Regions from separate parts of the Capsicum annuum genome. Here region 1 is linked to region 2. The links are chromatin contacts, called in public Hi-C maps. All regions are on one chromosome and are shown on one strand. Each heading gives the region's core, a stretch centred on a gene start, on an enhancer-like site or on the middle of the called end of the contact. The rest is flanking DNA. Distances are from core to core; before and after follow the strand shown. Region 1 holds the start of LOC107855048 (formimidoyltransferase-cyclodeaminase). Region 2 has its middle 13 kb from the start of LOC107855035.

Region 1 (3,495 bases), core at 815-3,314, 130 kb before region 2:
AGGGTCTGTGTTTTGTCACCTGAGCGGACCTAACACCAGATTCTTCTGAGAAGCTACATAAAACCGTTTATTTATTCTCATTAAGCAATGTTTACGCTTCATCAGTTAGATATTTGTTGTAGAGGCAGATAAAGTTTCATCAGTTAAAATGCACTTTTGTTCTTGGCATACTTTATCCAAAGAAGTCTAAGCTCAATCGCACAAGACATCTAATAACAGAAAGTCTACTGATTCTTGATTTTGGATTTCACATTCACCAGTGTATTCTTAAGTTCCGTAGTGAAAAGTGAAAGATGCATGTAAATATATGTTAGCCATGAACCAAGATTTCCTTTTTTATTCTACACACACCCAAAAAAAAAAAAAAAAAAAAAGTCGAAGAGGAGAGAGGAACCTGCAAGAGGAGTTTAAGGCCATCAACTTCACGGTCTTTCTCCTTGACAAAGTGGTTGCAGATGCGCCTGTCCCTGATCTTGTGAAGAGTCATAACTCCAAATAAAGCAGCACCAAATGCGAGCAGCAACAGAATTCCATATGATCTCTTTGTGTTCTGACTGTGTAAGTGCCCTTTCATGTTTTTGCTCTACCTATGTTCTTCAGGAAATTTATAAAGAAGTCGTGGGCAACCTAACAAGAATGGCCTCACTTCCCTCTCTCAGTGCAAGTATAGATTAATGTGTCACAGCTTGTGTGCTGCTTGTCATCTCAAATTGGTTGCTGCTTCCCCTCTCTCTCTCACACACACACAGAGAAGAGTCACCTAAACTGCCTACTTATTCTCTTCGCAGTCGACTTTTTTTTTTAATCTCTTGCAGTCCCACCTGTGGGATTACACTGAGTATGTTGTTGTTGTTGCATCTCTTGCGGAATAAGCTATATTTTCCTATTTTGAGGCGCGCAAAACAGTAGTTTCTACTCCAGCAGGACAACTCAGAAGGCTTTTTCTGTAATAAGCATTTATGATCAACTAGGGGCAACAAGTGTGACTTCGCTTCCATTTGCTTTTTTCTTTTTCATACGTAACTAATTTTTTAATCCGCACAAAGTCTCGTCTGTCCATGATTTAGAAAAACGAAAAGATGGAAAACTATACATCTCTGATTATTTATTTGCTATGCACGTAAGTAACCAAGTACAACAATTATATTTCAATCTCAAGTAAGTTGTAGTTGGTTATGTGAATCTTCACTTATCTCGCGACTCTGGTTAATTAAGAACTCAAATCAAATGCTTATGTCCGTTATTTGCACCAAATCATCGTTGCATAACATGCATTTACTTAAATTTGATGTAGTAAGACTTTTGTTATCCCTATTTCTTTTTTCCAAATGAGTTTGTTGATTATGCCATAATAAGCTATAGTCAAAAGGTTTGGCCTTATATTTAGCAACAAGCAATTTACCTGGTTGAGTAGAACCAAACAGAACAAATACAAAAGCCTAGCTTCACTCTCAAGAATAAAGCCATGGAACTATTCTGCACCCTTGACATTATTTTTCCTTCATATTTCTACTTATATTCTTCTCCACATATACATATAGTAACACCAAAAACTTTGTGTGGGATTTATATGGAGTCTTTAACTAGTAAGCATGTACAAGTTTTGTTTAAACATATTTAACTTGAATTGGTAATCAGAAAAGAATTTTGATTACTTCTAAAATGTTTTTGTCATTTTAGGTTCTCATTTTCAAATATTATTATATGCATATTCTTATTTGGTATATTCTTCCCGCAAAAATAACTTTCGTAGATTCATACGTAAGTTATTGTGATATATTTATGTGGCAAAGGGAAATGGTAAACCAAATATCTGACCCGATTATGATTTTCTTTATGCATTTGAAAATCTGGCATCCATGAAATCTTTCTTTTGTTAAAATGGTGCAAATGGAACTTCAAAAAAAAAAATCTTAAGTTTAAAATGACGTAAATGAAACTCCAGAAAAATTTCAAAATAGTGCAACTAGTACTCCAGAATCTGACAATTTTTTTTCGAGTTCCAATACAATATCTTGGAGTGTCACATGTAAAAGTTTCAAAGTCCAGCAATATGCTGGAGTTTCGCATTTAGCTAACAATATTTCTTCCCAAATTGAGTTATCATGACTATACCTTTCAATATCAGAAATTCTTTTCAACTGAGAGATTTTCACAAGGACTAAATTTTCAAAATGGGCTACCAAAAAGTATGGGCTTGAACAACTACTAAAGCCCACTTGATAACCCAAATCACTAGCCCAAACTACACATAGAACAATCTCAAAATTCTACACGTGGAGTAGAAATAATCCATAACCAATCTCTTCCTGAACCAAAATTTTTTAATCCAGGAACAAGAAAAGAAATGCTAAAATTATTGTTATCTTGTTGTAAGATATACATATCAGAAAGCAAAAACAAAGCAGCACTTAAATCAATTGAAAAAGCTGCTAAATTATTTCCAGAGTGTCCCATCGTTAACAAGTTTGAAGATGAGATTTACAACAGAGTTGGTTACACACTTGTTTCCAAATTTTCTACCAATTTAAAGAATGCATCTTTTGCTATGGTTAAAGTTGCATTTGAGAAAATTGATTTTCAAGAACATTGTGGGACTCATCCTAGGCTTGGTGTTGTGGACCATATTTGTTTTCATCCCTTGAGTGGAACTTCTTTGGATTTGATTGCTGATACTGCTAAGTCTTTGGCATTTGAAGTTGGTTCTAATCTTCAAGGTTTGTCTTTTACCCCCTCTATTTATTTTTACTTGTCCATTTTGCACTTTGTATGCTCCTTACAAAATAATATTAATATGAATATTTTACCATAATGTTAATAGTAATTGATGTATATTCTTAGGTGGTGAGGAATGATTTTTGGAATAAGTAATTAATGTTGAGTGTGAAACCTTAAAAAAGTAATTGTCTTTTCTTGATATGTTAAAAGTGATGAGTAAAAGTATAAATTTATTTTTGGAATAATGAATAGTATGCGTGAACGGAGGGAGTATTATTTTGGTGATACACCCTTTATTGTGTGCACCTTAACTAGTTTCATAGTACTGCACCTCTTATAAATGTTTTTTTGTTATAATGATGGTATTGTAACTAGTTTGTGTGCAACTCGACTAAATTAACATGTACTAACTCTGTCCACCTTATATTCCCCTGTCCAATTTTGTTTGTCTAGTATTGACTTGGCACACTGCTTAAGATGCAACAAATAGAATGAGAATTTAACAATATCACCTTTGAATATAATAACTTCGGTGCTTTGGGATATGTATTGAGAAATGACTATAGTAATAACTAGGTTAAACTAGGAACTGATAAATAACAAGGTTAAAAGGATCATGTCTATTTCTGAGAATCAGTCCGGATTCATGCGCTCGACTACAGAGGCCATCCATCTCATAAGGAGACTGTGGAGCAGTATATAGGGAGAGGAAGAAGGACTTGCACATGATGTTTATCGATTAGAAAAAGGCTTATTACAGGGCCCTATGGAAGTTCT
Region 2 (3,758 bases), core at 470-2,969:
TGGAACCCCAAAACATATTCAATTTCAAATGAAATTCAATTCCAATTGGAGTTGTTGTTGCTGTTTTCGTTAATAAGTAAAGGGATAAATTAAATTGGTGTTCATGGTTAATTGAAGAAGAAAGTCCGTTGTGTGTGTGTGTGTTTATGGTGATATTTACTGGAATTAAAAATTAATAGAAAGTAATTTTTTTTAAAGAAAAAGGTAGCAGTGGCTCAAAATAAAAAAGGAGTCAGCCGCCTACCATTAGCCCAATAAATGGCTAGAATTTAAAATTTTGAAACATTGGCCATCGTCGAGTCATTTGTTTTGGCCGAATGGCCATTTGTGTCTTTTTTCCAGAATAATATCTCATTGTCCTGATAATATTAATTTAGAGGTTTTACTGACTCAATCGCGTAAAATTTATTTTTTTTAATCCATATGAATTTCTCAAACACAAATCACCATCTGAAATTATTGTTGTCCTTTTCCCTTCAAACACATGAGTAGATTCTAAGAAATCAATATATGTTGATGATAATTGAACTGAATAATGATGAATGATTAAATTATTCAAAGATTGGAATGACTATCATATTGAGAAATTTTGTTTAGTGACATTCAATCACATAATCCTAATTTAAAAAATGCAATTATTGAGCTTTCCTGCCTCGGAAAGGAGCGCCCCTCCCCTCCCCCCAACTATCTTTTTCAACAACGAATTCTTAAAATTCAAAAGTCCTAGTTCATAGGTTGCTCTAAGTTATTTTGCACATGAATATATTATTGAAATTATGAAAATAAAAGTTACAAGTCAAATTAAAAGTAAATGAAGAAAATTGAATTACTATAAAACAATCAGTCCTATTAAGGACCATGAGTACAACAACAATAATAATATATCTAGTGTAATCCCACAAATAAATTATTAACCAAAAAGTACTAAAAATTAATAAGTATCATAAAATTTTAAACTTTTATGAAAATACACACGGTTTGTTTCGTTATTTGGGTTATTTTTAGCTTAAAATTAAAACCAAACCAAATAAAAGACGGTTTGGTTTTCTTCAATTCGATTTAAATTTTTGGTTTGTCTTGAACACCATAGTCGACATATATCTTCTCTTTCTTGTTCATCTTAAATACAAAATTTTCATTCGATTCTATCGTTGTATATTGTGATCTTGACATTGATTTTGTGAGTATTCTTTTAGAATGGTCAATGGAAAAGAACTACTTTGCCATGTTCATTTGTTATCTCTTCTTTTAATTGTGATGGTGATCCTATTATTTTTTAATTACGCTTCAGTCCCAAACAAGTGTGTTAAATTAGCCTTCGAACATTATGTTATAAACCAAACAGGAGAGCCCAACCCTAAATTAACCTCCGAACATTATGTTATAAACCAAACGGGAGAGCCCAATCCAAAAGACTAGCCTGATAGGTGGGAGAATCCATTTGAGTTATAAACTCCTTAAGCATTTCTCTATTTTTCCAATGTGGGACAATTGATTCATAACAATCGCCTCCACTTGAGAACCAACGACCTCGTTGGTCACGGTTGGCGCCCCTCTTAGGTCCAGGCCACCACTCTTGGCGCACAGAGTCCACCGCTCCGAGTCGTGGCTCCACGCGTGGATCGATCCTCATTGGTCACGACTATGCTCAGTTGGTCACGACTGACACCCCTCTTGGGTCCAAGCCACCACTACGAGTCACGGCCCAATACGCGGCTCCCACACGTGGATCGATCCTCGTTGGTCACGGTGGGCACCCTTCTTGGGTTCAAGCCACCACTCCTAGCGTGCAGGCCACCACTCCGAGTCACGGCCCAACGCGTGGGGCTCTCAATGAAAGCACCAATGTTATAAACCAAACAGGAGAGCCCAATCCAAAAGATTAGCCTAATAGGTAGGAGAACCCATTTGGCCTATAAACCTCTTAGCATTTCTCAATTTTTCCAATGTGGTACAATTGGTTCATAACACATTACTTACAAATCATGTGCTAAATTATTTAATTAACATGGTTGACCTACAAAATACTTGAACAAAGATGATAAAAGTCTTATCCATTTAAGCGATAGTAATATAGAGAGTAATTAATTAACTTAAGAAAATTATAGTAGCAATGGACTTGCACATTAGAAAGCTCTTCTGTGGTTTCTTTGCGCTCTGAAGAGCATAAGTACTCCCTGACTGGACATGGTCAACTATATTTGTCACCTTAACCAAAAGAAAATAAAAATTGGACAGTTAATTAATTTAAATGTTCGTCCACTATCCTTGCGCGAAATACTGGATTTTCAGCCAAGCAAATTCCTGACTGATTATCACAGTACAAAGGAATTGGATACATCACTTGTTGATGGAAGTCCTTTAACAGTTGCATAAGACAACTACTTTCTTGAGTTGCCATCCCTGTTGCTTGGTACTCTGCTTCAGTGGTTGACAAAGACACTGTTGGTTGTCTTTTGCTACACCAAGAAAATGCTCCAGACCCAAGCATGAAAACATAACCGGTAGTTGAGCGTCGAGTATCATGATCACCTGCATAGTCAGCATCACAATAACCAACTAGTTTACAATCTTCACCTCTTTTGTACATAATATCATAGCCTACCGTATTTTTCATATATCTCAGAATTCGGCAAACTGCTCCCAAGTGAGGTTTCTTCGGATGTTGTATGTATCGACTCATCAGAACAACTGCAAAAGAGATATCTGATCTTGTTAAGGTTAAGTAAATAAGACTTCCTACCAACTATCGGTACATTATAGCATCTTCTAAATCTTTCCCTTCATGAGCACATATTTTGGCGTTTGGCTCTATTGGCGTCGAGATTGGCTTACACTTAAATATTCTGAACTTCCTTAGCATCTCTCTGGAATATTTTTGCTGATGGAGAAATATTCCTTCTTGAGAGTAACTGACCTTTATACCAAGAAAATGCTTGAGCTGTTCAAGTTCTTTCATTTGGAAACAATCTAACAAGTTTTCCTTAGTTCAAAAATTTTCTTCTTCATAATCTCCTGTGATAATTAAATCATCCATATATACTAGTACAATAGCTATTTTATCTTCTTTAGCTTTGACGAACAAGCTAGCATCTACACTAGTCACCAAATATCAACTATGAGTAAGAAATTCAGCAATCTTACCATACCAGGCCCCCGGTGTTTGTTTTAATCCATAAAGTGCCTTTCGTAGCTTACATACATACTCAGGATAATCTTGATTTTGAAAGCCAATTGGCTGGTCCATGTAGATCTCCCGATCCATCTTCTCATACAAAAATGCATTCTTCACACCCATTTGCCACAAATTTCAATTTTTATAAGCTGCAAGTGCTAATAGGACTCGTACAATTGTAAGATTTGAACTAGACTAAGAGTTTCATCATAGTCTAGTTTATATTGTTAAGAAAATCCACGAACCACCAAACGAGCCTTATGCCTTTCGATTGACCTATCCGCTCGACACTTTATCTTGAAGACCCACTTGCAAGATATCGGCTTCACATTACTTGGTTTTGGTACAAGCTCTCAAGTCTGATTCTGTTTTAGAACTGACATTTCTTATTTCATGGCTTTACTCCACTTCTGATGCTGAGATGCTTCTTCAAAAGTCTCAATCTCAATTGTACCTTCTTCATCTACTATTACGACATTGGCATACTTTGGATTTGGTCTTTCGATTCTTGTTGATTTTCTGAGCTGAGTTGGTGTTTTCACTCCACTAGGTTCAGCTTGTTCACATGGTTGTTGTTACACAC

Evidence for each region. A called contact is a pair of places that touch in the nucleus more often than the background predicts.
Region 1: a Hi-C map of leaf shows a contact between it and region 2, with 2.0 times the contacts expected there. The contact joins the promoter of LOC107855048 here to the enhancer-like site in region 2. A contact is called at or near these places in 2 of 5 Hi-C or Micro-C datasets (bud and leaf).

Annotation. Positions count from the first base shown.
Region 1 is chr7:202,875,123-202,878,617 of UCD10Xv1.1, reverse strand. It overlaps LOC107855048 (formimidoyltransferase-cyclodeaminase), which reads left to right and starts at 2,064. Exons shown (of 2, transcript XM_016700036.2): 1 at 2,064-2,717. The coding sequence starts at 2,348.
Region 2 is chr7:202,739,557-202,743,314 of UCD10Xv1.1, reverse strand. No RefSeq gene overlaps it. Among protein-coding and RNA genes, the nearest start is that of LOC107855035, 13 kb to the left of the region's middle. Within about 2 kb of position 1,719, at least 1 of the 5 cell types and tissues checked has an H3K27ac peak or open chromatin away from gene starts, as enhancers often do. A contact at or near this core is called in leaf, where this site is marked.